Regions from separate parts of the Gossypium hirsutum genome. Here regions 2 and 3 are each linked to region 1. A link is a contact called in public Hi-C data. All regions are on one chromosome and are shown on one strand. The core of a region is the stretch at or near the end of the contact, and the rest is flanking DNA. Distances in the headings are between cores, read along the strand shown. Region 1 holds the start of LOC107899744 (protein EMSY-LIKE 1). Region 2 holds the start of LOC121216156 (enoyl-[acyl-carrier-protein] reductase [NADH], chloroplastic). Region 3 holds the start of LOC107898482 (KS1 protein).

What was found. Hi-C and Micro-C count contacts between places; a contact is called where the count stands out from the background.
Region 2: a Hi-C map of leaf shows a contact between it and region 1, with 1.8 times the contacts expected there. The contact joins the promoter of LOC121216156 here to the promoter of LOC107899744 in region 1. A contact is called at or near these places in 2 of 34 Hi-C or Micro-C datasets (both in leaf).
Region 3: a contact with region 1 is called in a Hi-C map of leaf, with 1.6 times the contacts expected there. The contact joins the promoter of LOC107898482 here to the promoter of LOC107899744 in region 1. A contact is called at or near these places in 2 of 34 Hi-C or Micro-C datasets (hypocotyl and leaf).

The regions. Positions count from the first base shown.
Region 1 is chrD04:25,832,258-25,836,136 of Gossypium_hirsutum_v2.1, forward strand. LOC107899744 (protein EMSY-LIKE 1) reads left to right here and starts at 1,956. Exons shown (of 10, transcript XM_016825528.2): 1 at 1,956-2,434; 2 at 3,034-3,236; 3 at 3,338-3,447; 4 at 3,538-3,658; 5 at 3,862-3,879. The coding sequence starts at 2,407.
Region 2 is chrD04:25,179,201-25,183,079 of Gossypium_hirsutum_v2.1, forward strand. LOC121216156 (enoyl-[acyl-carrier-protein] reductase [NADH], chloroplastic) reads left to right here and starts at 2,171. Exons shown (of 13, transcript XM_041091485.1): 1 at 2,171-2,384; 2 at 2,808-3,130; 3 at 3,340-3,449; 4 at 3,563-3,618; 5 at 3,714-3,798. The coding sequence starts at 2,854.
Region 3 is chrD04:25,232,636-25,236,514 of Gossypium_hirsutum_v2.1, forward strand. It overlaps LOC107898482 (KS1 protein), which reads right to left and starts at 1,925. Exons shown (of 2, transcript XM_016823939.2): 1 at 1,481-1,925; 2 at 1-650. The coding sequence starts at 602. The coding sequence ends at 189.

The sequences.
Region 1 (3,879 bases), core at 706-3,205:
CCTAGCACACGGGCGTGTGGCTTGGCCGTGTAACCGAACTCAGAGAGTTACACAGGCGAGGACACGGGCTAGGACACGGTCGTATGTCCCTATTTCAAAGGTTACACAGCCTAAGACACGGGCGTGTGTCTCAACTGTGTGAGACACACGGCCTAGCCACACGGCGTGTGACCCCTACAGTCCAAATTTTCTAACTTTTTCTTGAAATTTCCAAATGTTTTCGGTTTAGTCTTGAATTGTTTCTATAGTATTTTTAGGGCCTCGAGGACTCGATTAAGGGACGTTATGAATGTAATTGAATGTAATTATATTATGTTTGCATTGATGGATGAATTGAATGGTTTATTGTTCTGTTTATACGGTAATGCTCTGTAGTCCTATTTTGGCGATAGATACGGGTTAGGGTGTTATAGGGACAATAAACACAAGAGTTTGTATGATGCCTTTATGGCGTGTTATGTTTGGCTCTTGTAGCGTGATTTGTCATGTATGTCTGGTAAGTTATGTATATCTATTTTTATGGTAAATTATGGATAAATTCTGTTAGATTTGTAATAAGTATGGTTAAGATAAGGTATTGATATGCTCAGGGTTAAAGGTTGAGTAAGATTTGTGAAATAATTGAATAAGTTTTTGAAAAGAACTGTGTATTTGTATATTAATAAAGGTATCCGCCATGATGGTCTGATAATGTTGGATATTGATATATTCATATCTATGTGTGACCTAAGAATTTTTCATTGTGGGTTTGTTTGTGTTATGAAATGGTTGAATCAGAGTTATATGGAATCTGTCATATTTGGGTGGTATAATGACTATCTGAAATCATATGAAATCTTATTATTGATTATTTTGAGCGTCAGGGTTTCTGGAGTAAAATGACATGGAAGTCATCTAATTGATCTACGTACTATACTATTAGTATGGGTTAGGTGGTATTGAATCAGAGTGTGATTTGATTAATAGTTTGATGGTCTTCTGATCTACATAAGTATTCGCCAAAATTTGTATGTATTCGGCCATGATTTATGTTTACTGAACAATTGCTTTGAGATAAGTACAAGTATTAGGATGTGGTCTGTATGAAATAGATTCTGAAGGTATGTTCTGCCTGGAAGTACATATGTAAACAAGAGAATTAAGAAATGTCTGAAAGAATCTTCAATTAGTTAGAAAAGAAAGAAGTGGTATACTAAGAGTATGATAGTTAGTGTGTATGTGTGTATCAAAACTGTAGTGGAGTTTGCTCGATTTAAGGGGTTCAAAAGAAAGATTGGCACATATGTGTTCTTTTTAAAAAATAAAGTATTCACCAAGGTAATTTATACTAATGCTCACTAAGTTCTTTTGAACTTATAAGGTTGTGGTGTCTATAGTTAACAAACTTCTTTATTGTAATGATTTGTATCATGTCTGATGTAATAAGTATTTTTAAATACTCCCTCTGTTTTTAGATATTAAGTTTTTCAATTAAAATGATAAATAAAAAATTTAAAAAGATGGGAAATTGTAATTTGTTATGTTAAATTGTTAAGTATTGTGTGTAGTAACACCCGAAATCCAAATCTGACAAATCAGGTGGAAGGCGTTACAAAACTAGTCAAACACATTTAGGAAATTATTGTTCCTTGTAATTACTAGAACATAATATAATTACCCTTTTATTTTATTTCATGATTTTCAGAATCGAAACAAGCCACAGTTGATTTAACTAGAATCGATAGGGGTATCAGCCCGTGAATTGGTACTTACCAAGCTAAAAGAACTGATTCAACTAATTTTTTTTATATTTTTTATAATTTTTTAATAATTTATCTAAAGAAATCCTCGGAAATTTTAAAGAAATGAAAAGATCAAACCCAAATAGATAGAAGAAAAGAAAGGAAGGCAGCAAGCCCAAAAGGCCTAAAGCAATAATAGAAATCCGGAAGACAATAGAGTGAAATATGTATGTATGACTAAAACAAAGATCTTTGGAGCAGAACAATACATGTCCGAACTGGACCGGAACTATCTCTAAACGAGAACTATCTATAAACGAGAACACTTTAAAATAGGACACAGCAAACCAAATCAATCTCTTCCAAAACAAATGCAAAGCGAAGCCGTGAAGTTTTTCATTTCAAGTCCAAAAAGTCCCTCCCTCGCCCTCTCTTACCCCTACCCCTGCCTTCAATAATATCTCTTTCGAAATAACCAACATATACATACCTTTCAACTTTCTCTCTAAATCTCTGTACTTTACTTGGATTTGGATAGGATTTTTGCATCGTCGGCAGCTTCTTCCTTTAATTTCCTTCTCTCTTTCTCTCTCTCTGGGCAACTTCTCGTTAGGGTTTTTGTGGGTTGGTGTTTTCCTTCAACAAAGAGAACATCTTTTACTGCTTCGTCTTTTTATTTCTCGGTATGGACTATGAAGTTTGCGATAGTAGTGGTATGTTGCATTTATTAATGTCATAATTGTTGTATTAAACAATGTTGCTGTTTCTGGGTTCATTTTTCTTCTTCACCTCCTTTTTTTCCTTTCGATATTTGAAAATTGGATAATGGGTGCATTCATTTTCTTTTTGGGTGGGGGTAAGATTAGAAATGAGGGTTTAGGGTTTAATTAATTGGGGTCATTGACTTTTTGATAAATTTCATTGCGGAAAGGCTGTTGTTTGGCTTTTGCTTTCTGGGTAACTTTTGGGTTTTATTTCGACATTTTTTATTTGAATTCTAAGTGGGATTCAAATATAGAGAACTTCAGTATATAATTTCTTTTTTCTGTTTGAGAGAAAAAAGCAATTTTCTTTTCTCTCTCTCTCTCTCTCTCTTTCAATTCTTTGTCCATATTATGCTAGATTTTTTGTTACTATACAAGAAGATTCATGATAAATCCATTTATTTCCATATTTTTTTATGTATATTTGTTCGATTGCATTTCCTTATAACTGTTCTTTTGAGCCTTGCAAACAAGGGCATCAGAATACTATTAATTGCCCTGGATGCCTCTATGCTGCTTGGTCATTCTTGTTTTTATAATGACAACAGGTACCGATGATGATTTGCCTCCTTCACATCCAACTAGAGTTCCAATAAGGGGTAATATTGCTGGAAATGGAAGATCTATTGTAGGTTCTGCTTCATATTCTAGGATGCATTCTGACATGGAGGCCCAAATACATCTACTTGAGCAAGAAGCTTACTGTGCTGTTCTGCGTGCTTTTAAAGCTCAATCCGATGCCATTACTTGGGTATGATGTATTTACACTTGTTGGACTTGGTTTTAATTTGCTTTCCTGTTTATTTCATGTTGATCGGGTTTCCATGCTTTGGCATATGCTGGCATCTTCAGGAAAAGGAAGGCCTGATAACAGAACTTAGGAAAGAACTGAGGGTGTCAGATGATGAGCATAGAGAGCTTCTGACTAAGGTTAATGCTGATGATATTATCAGAAGGATAAGGTTCGGATGCTTCATGAATTACTCTGACTTCAGGGTCCAGTGATTGATTATTATTCTGTTTAATGGATTATAAATGGGCAATTGTATCAGGGACTGGAGGCAAAGTGGTGGGAACCAGCCTGCGAGACTTGGTGCATCTCATAGCGTCCACAGTATTTTGCCTAGTCCAACTGTTTCAGCATCTCGCAAGAAACAGAAGACATCTCAATCGGTAAATCTCCCTACCATTGCTGGTGGAATAACAAGTTTTAGAACATTATTAGTAGTTCTTTGTGTTAAGCTTTCTTCTTTGGATGCTAGCTAGCAAAGCTGCTTTAGGAGCTTGGACCAAATGCAAGAAGCAATGACAATGATTTCGTTATAGAAATGTGAATGCGTACATTGACTTGTATTACTTGAAAATTTCCCCTGCAGGGTCAGTCATTGCCTGGC
Region 2 (3,879 bases), core at 921-3,420, 650 kb before region 1:
TATCTCACAGGGTGGAAAAGAGGTATTTATAAAAACTGTTTTGCAAGCAATTCCTACATACACGATGTCTTGCTTTATTTTGCCAAAATATTTTTCTATGGAAATAGAGAACATGATAGGGTCTTTTTGGTGGAAAAAAAGTCATGGGAAGAGAGGCATGAATTGGTGTGATTGGAGGTCTTTATGTGCGCATAAGGAAGATCGTGGTATGGGATTTCATAATTTGTCTTTTTTTAATGTTGCATTATTGGCCAAATAGGGTTGGCTTTTGTTACATAATCCTAATTCTTTACTAGCGCGAACTTTGAAAGCCAAATATTTTAAAGACTTCGATTTTTTAAATTTCAAATTAAGAAATTTACCTTCTTTTACCTGGCAGAGCTTATGGACTGCAAAAAGGGCTCTTTCTAAAGGGTTTGGGCTGGAGGATTGGTGATGAGAGGAAAGTCTCTATCTGGAAAGATGCTTGGGTTCCTGGAAATGATGATTTCAAAGTTCAGAACATGGATGCTAATTCGAGTCTCAGTACAGTTGCAGACTTGATTGATGCCAATACAAGAAAATGAAAAGCTGAGCTGATTCGTAATACCTTTACGGAGAAGGATGCAGAGAGGATTTTATGCATTCTTTTGTTCATGAATTTGCATGAAGACCATATCATCTGGTGTGGTGAGCCAACGGGGGAGTATTCGGTCCGTAGAGGGCATAAATTTATTTTACAAGATGGATAGAACCAAGAACAATTAAATTATGAAAAATTTTACAAGAAATTGTGGAATTTAGATCTACCCCCAAAAATTAAAATTACAAACTAGATGTTTTCCAGTAACTATTTGCTTACTTTTAGTAATCTACCCTTTAGAAGAATGATGGGTTCCACCACTTGTTGAAGATGTCAGACTGGAGCAGAAACGAGGGAACACTTGTTTAGGGAGTGTTCTACAATAAAGGAGACATGGGAGAAGTTAAATGTTACCTGGCCTATAGCAGATGCAAACACTGAATTCAAAGAATGGATTAAAAACATTTTTGATTCAAATTCTGTAGCTAAATGCAAGTTGATAGCATGTGCAATGTGAGCGATATGGACATGAAGAAACAGATTCATTCATGAAGGAGAGCTGAAATCGGGTTCTCAAATAGCAGATTTCGTGATCAACTACCTTAAGGAACTTGATGGGTTGAACACACACCTACCAGTGAGAAGGATACATACGGAGAGATGGGTAGCTCCGAATGGGTTGATGGTAAAAATCAACTTCGATGCTGCATTTAACAGGCAAAAGAATGAGTCTTGCTCTGGGTTAGTGGTTCAAAACGAAAGAGTAGAAGTTATTTGTTCAAGAACAGTCATGCACGAGAACATAACGTCTGTTTTTGCAGCAGAAGCGATGGCGTGTCTTCAGGCACTCAATCTAGGGTTAAATCTCGGGCTGAGGGAGGCTGAGATGGAAGGAGATTCTCGTTCGGTGATCCGTAAACTGCAAGCTGAGGAAGAAGAAAGATCTGATATTGAAGCTTATATTAAAGATTCTAAGCAACTAAGTTTAGGTTTTGGGTCTTGTGTCTTTCGATTTACCCATAGAGAATCTAACATGGTTGCCCATATCATAGCTACAGAATGAATCAAAAAGAGGGAGACAACTTATCTGATGCATACGGAGCGGTGGATGCTGATCGAAGATGGACGGAAGCCATGAAGGAGTGAAGAGACAGGAGTGTTGCAGGAGAGAATAAAGATGGACTTGACTGGACAGACAGATACAAGTATTGAGAGATGCATTGAAGAGGGTTATTGTTTCTGATTAAAGTTAATGGAGCACAATGATGAGATTTTTTTTTGGTTTCCCATGCCTTTTTTGTTGCTTTTCAGGAGAGGGGTTGATTAATGGATAACAACTGGGATAGAAGATGTCTCTAAAGTTTCCCCGTTTTGCAATCTGGATCCTAATTCTATTTTTTGGGCTGTTTTGATATTTGACTTTTTGTAAACAACCCAGTTTATTATTTTGGGCTTGTTTTTATGAATAAAGATCCAAATATTATATTAAAAAAAGTAAAATTCGGGCCATAAGGCTATTTTTGACAGCAAGTCAAATCAATGAGTCAAGAGTCCAATCTATTCACAGCCAACAAAAAGAGAAAGAAGGGCATAATAGTAATTTGAGTAGGAGCCAAAACCAAACTGAGGTCGACATTTCCAAAGATCCCGTCGTTGCTTCCCAACTGTTGGAAACCAAAACTCCATCAACCACTTCGGTTTCATCGAAACCCCCAAAACATAACCCCACTCCCCTCCTCTTTTCTTTATATTCTCATCACCTCACTGCTCTTTCTGTACAATCCCCACGTTCATAACCCAATCTTCCTCCTCCTTTGCTTCGGTGAGTTTTCAGATCTTTCCATGTTAGTTCTTGCTCAGTGTTATTCAAACTTTACTAATGCCTTCATTCCATTTACATGTTTATTTGAGCATTAATGGAAATCTTCTGCTTCTAATTTGGTCCCTTAGAAATCTGATGAAAATAACCAACCATTTATTACATGTCAGAGCATTACACCACACAATGGCCAAGCCATTATATGAGAATCCAAACCAGAGATTTGGGTGTTGGAGACAATTTATTTACTAAGAAAAAGTTTTTAACTTGTCATCTTATTACATTCCCACAGAGGGGATGTTGGTGTCTCTTATGTTATAAAGTTAACACTCTTGCTAATGATATTGCTTAAAAATGTTGCCTTTCTGTTAACCATAATGCCTTGTGTTTCACTTGATTATTTAACTGTTCCACTTGATCTTGTAGAACTGTATTGACTTTGGGTGATTCAAATAAGATAAAAGAAGAAAATATGGGAACGGCAGCAGCTCCTGACCCTTACATGACCAACATTAAACCTTGTATTTCTTCTTCTCGTAAAATTGTTGTCTCGACCATGGTGAACATCATCGCTCAGCATAAAGAGGCATCATGGTCAGGGCTTGCAAGTGCCTCTCACATCTCGTCAAGGCAGCCGTTCCTCCATAGGATCACTTCAAAGCCTGTCAAGTTTGAAAAGTTTGTTACAAGAGCCATGTCTGAACCAAGTGACAACAAGCCTTTGTCTGGACTTCCTATTGATTTGAGAGGTAACCTATCCTTATTTCCCCCTCTCTTATAACTTCTATGCGTTAATTCAAATAATGTTGAATACAAATTAGAATACATGATGATGTTGTACCAGCTAACCATGTTTATTGAATCTTGACATGACTGAAAAGCTCTTAAGACATGAAATTTGTCTGTGCAGTATGGACGTAAACCAGTTGAACATCTAATATGATGTGTTGGTTTGCAGGTAAAAGAGCATTTATAGCTGGTGTTGCTGATGACAATGGATATGGTTGGGCAATAGCAAAATCTCTTGCTGCTGCTGGAGCTGAAATTCTTGTTGGAACATGGGTGCCTGTATGTATCTTTATTTAACATATGTGTCATTTAGAAGCAAAGAGTCTCATTTTAAGGTCAAAGTTGTACTTTTTTACAGTTTTTCTTACAACTGCAAACATTTCTTTGTGCAGGCACTCAACATATTCGAGAGCAGTCTAAGACGTGGGAAATTTGATGAATCACGCGTGTAAGAACAAAAATGTTCTTTCCTGTTGATTGTGTAGATTTTGGTATTTGCCGATTTCTCTCATACGGTATGCTGATTGGAATTTTCTTTTCCAGATTGCCAGATGGGTCATTAATGGAGATCACCAAAGTTTATCCCATGGATGCTGTTTATGACTCTCCCGAGGATGTACCTGTAGATGTAAGCCTTTTTCTCCGTATGGTTTTAGAAGAAGGCAAATATTGATTTTTTTTTGTAATATCCTAATTTTTGGTTTCCTTC
Region 3 (3,879 bases), core at 675-3,174, 600 kb before region 1:
CAAACTTATCTCCAAAAGAAAAAAAAAAAACTCCCAATTGAAATGGAATTCAGAAACTACAAAAACAAATAGCATGTGACAAAAAGAAACATCTGAATCCATACATGAGCTGATAAGCATTACTTTTGGAATGGCTTATCAGGTACAAAAAAGAAGGTAAAATTTCACTGTGATGATTAACCAGAATGTCACTTGCATTCAACGACAGCTTCAGCAGCCCGTCGAGGCTTGCTTTTGCGCCTGCTAGCATTTTGTCGATAGCCAACAGATTTTGATGAATCATCAGTGCTCGATTTTGCTGTAATACAATTTTCTTTCTTGACTGAATCTAAGTTTTCTTTTGCCTGCCTTGACCTTTTCCTCTTCCTTCTGTTCTCGGTAGCAGCCTGACTTTTCATCTCTTTGATGGGAACAGAACCTTTCACATCTTCCCCGTCTTCTTCTTTCTTCTCTGCGTCATCTTCATCAACATCATCCTTCGATTGCTTTTGCGGCCTTCCTCTTCTCTTAGATTCTGGAATCTTTTCATCTTCACCACTTCCAGGATCTTCACGAGAAGAAACAATAGTCGGCTTCTTTGCTTTTCCTCTGCCTTTTCTCATTGTACAAGAACCAGTTACAAAACAATCTCAAACAACTGAAGTAGGTTCCTACAAACACAAAGAAATATATTCAGTCCAAAAGAATCCACTTCCAATAACAAATGATCAATGAACACAAGAAAAACAGAGATTATTAAGTGAGAGAGAAACAGGAAATAGCACACTCCATTTCAGAAAGTCACAATATGATTTTGTGTACCATCAGTTAATTTAATGTTCCCTTTTCTAAGAAACAAAGGTAAAACACACCTGAACCTCCACAGAAATTCCTATATGGTTCATCCAACTGCTTTTACCATTTTTTTAATGAATAAGAAATGGATTTTATTGTTATAATTCCACCTCTTTTCCTATATTTTCTGGGACTAAATTGAAAGGATAAAAAACTCAACCAAACTGCTCTCAAAAAGGATTAGTCATTGGATTGGAAAAGAAAAAAAAGATTCAACACAAATAAACCTAATTTCAAACCTAAAAACTGCACAAGAACAGCCCCCAAATCTAAACATCTATAAACTACAAATCCGAGCAATCTTCAAATAAGTGTAATCACGCTAACAATAGAGGAAACCCAAATCAATACAAAAGCCATGGATTCTAAATCTTTTGTTTTATTTACCTTCCTACATGAGAAGAACATCATCTCTCGTTTATTAACTTCAGGTAAAGTAGGTAGACTATAAGATATTAAATCTGTGTTTCAGTATAAATATATATTCTTCATCCCTAATAATTACGTCACCAAACACAGCATTAACTTCTTATAAACCAATACACCGTAAACAAACATTTTACATAATAGCTTTTTAACTACTTTTTCAAGAGAGAACTCCATTGTGTGTGTTTTTTTTAAATGAAACAAGAAAGATGAAACTAACCTTAAAACACACACCAATATTCTGCATCTTTGACACAAAATCCCATTTTTCAGAATCTCATAATGAAAGTCAAGGAAGTTGCTAAAACCCCAAGAAGAAAGAAGAAAATGGACCACGTGTTCCTCTCAATGGTTTTACGAGAATGAAGCCAACAAAGAACAAGATAAGCTTCCCCCCCCCCCCGGCCCCCGCCCCTCGAAAACAATGATCTAAATGAGAAATAAAAGAAAACGCAGATCAGAGAATATAGTTTAAGTTAAAAGGAAACATCATCAAAAAGCACAGTGAGTCTTTTAACAGAGCTAAGGCAAGGTTGAGAAAGAGAAGATTATTAGAAAAAAATTTGGTAGGAAGAAGAAATGGTCAGTGGTAAAAGAAGAGATAAGTGTTAAAAACAAGGGTTCAACTTCAACTTCAAGTTATAGCATTGATATTGAACATTTGATGTACAAACAAAAATTAAAATAGATAAAGGTATTTATTTTGTAGAGTAAAAACCAAAATAGAAAGAAGTAACACACACTTTGCTCACTGTCAAACAACAATGTGGGATGATCATCAATTCATCTAAAAATTTGACTGCTGGTTTTGGGTGGCTTTGACGGAAATGTGTACGGTGATTATTGCATGACAGACAAATATATCTATATAAGTGTTTGTACACAGGATTTTTCCATAGATGGTTACAGATTCTGTGAACTGAGACTTGGTTTAAATCATACGCGCCATAGGAGCGTGAGTGAATTTCAAAGGAAAACGCAAAGGCGCGTTATCTTAGTTTAGAGTAGAGGTGTTCATGGGCTGGGCGGTTCGGCCCGGCCCGACGGCCCACCCGAAATATGAAAGGGTTTGGATAAAAATATAGACCCGAAATATGAGTTTGGGCAAAAAAATGAAGCTCGTTTAGAAAACGGGCCGGGCCTCGAACACCACTTTTTTAGCTCGGGCCTGACCCGGCCCGGCCCGAATATAATAAATATATATATTTTATTTTTAAAAATATTTAAAAATATTTTTTTATTTTTAAAATATTTTTAAAATACTTTTTTTTTTAATTTTCTAAAAATTTTTTTGGTGTTTATTTAAAAAATGGGCAGGCTAGGCCTGGACAAAATTTCAGGCCCATATTTCGGGCCGAGCCTAGGCCTAGGACTCGGGCCAAAATTTTTTTATGGGCCCGACTCGAACCCGGCCCGGCCCGACCCATGAACACCTCTAGTTTAGAGGTAGTGTCACTGTTTTTAGATTAGAAATTTGATTAGCCTCACTCTCCCTTTTATTTATTTAGGATTTTGATAGTTAAAATATACAAACACTAATTACATTTCTTATAATTCCACAACTATATCATAATAAATTTCAAAATATATTAATTTCTAGAAAAAATTATATATATTAATTTCTAGAAAAATTAATATATAAATTTTTCTAAAATTTAATATATTAATTATTTGTCATTTGATTCGCTTCAATAGATCCTTTTAAAAACTAAAATAAAATCATCGTATGTAATATGTGAGTTTAAAAATATATCATAAAATATAATTATTAATAAATTAACAAGAAAAATAAACATACTATATAATTTATATAATTAATCTAGCATTTCATATTTATTGAGCTATTCTCTCTCTAGCAATAAGAATATACTTTTGTTGTGTTTAACGACACATCACTCAACGATTTAGGTTATGCATTAATGCAAGAGGGGAAAGTGATTGCTTATGCTTCTCGACAACTTAAGTCACATGAAAAGAATTATCCTACTCATGGTTTGGAACTTGCAACGGTAGTTTTCGCTCTGAATATTTGGAAACATGACTGCCTCCGGACGTTCTAACGTCCAGAGTGTGAATACTGTAATAGAATGAAAAATTACAAGGTGGTATCCGTAAGTATACGGGTCGAATTGTAATATAGATTTTATAACGAAGTAGGTAAGTACTCCGAGGATCGAACCCAATGGAGGCGAGTACTAAATCAATCTTAACTTAAACAATTAAATATCTAATTAATACTTTAAGTCAATTATAGTACGAAATAAAATAAGAGATAATTTTAGGGTTTCTTAAACTAAGGAAATAAAAAAAAGAGTAAGATTGCAAGAGGTAAAGAAAACTAAAGTGAATCAAATCTGAAGATGGGTGATTTGCTTGCTTCAGCAATATCAATCAACTGCTGTCTTAGGTTCTTTGTCAATCAACTAGTCGCTACCCTAGTAGGATATTTTGATCTTCCACTAAAATAGTGAGTCAACAAGAACTACTTCTCTTTCGACCTCAAAGTCAAGACTAGTTTGGGGGTCAAGGTGTTCACGGATGGGCAATACCAATTTTGGGTTAATTCCCACCTTGATGACTTCTTGGGGTTGTCAGGCCTAGGGTATGTTTCACATTCTT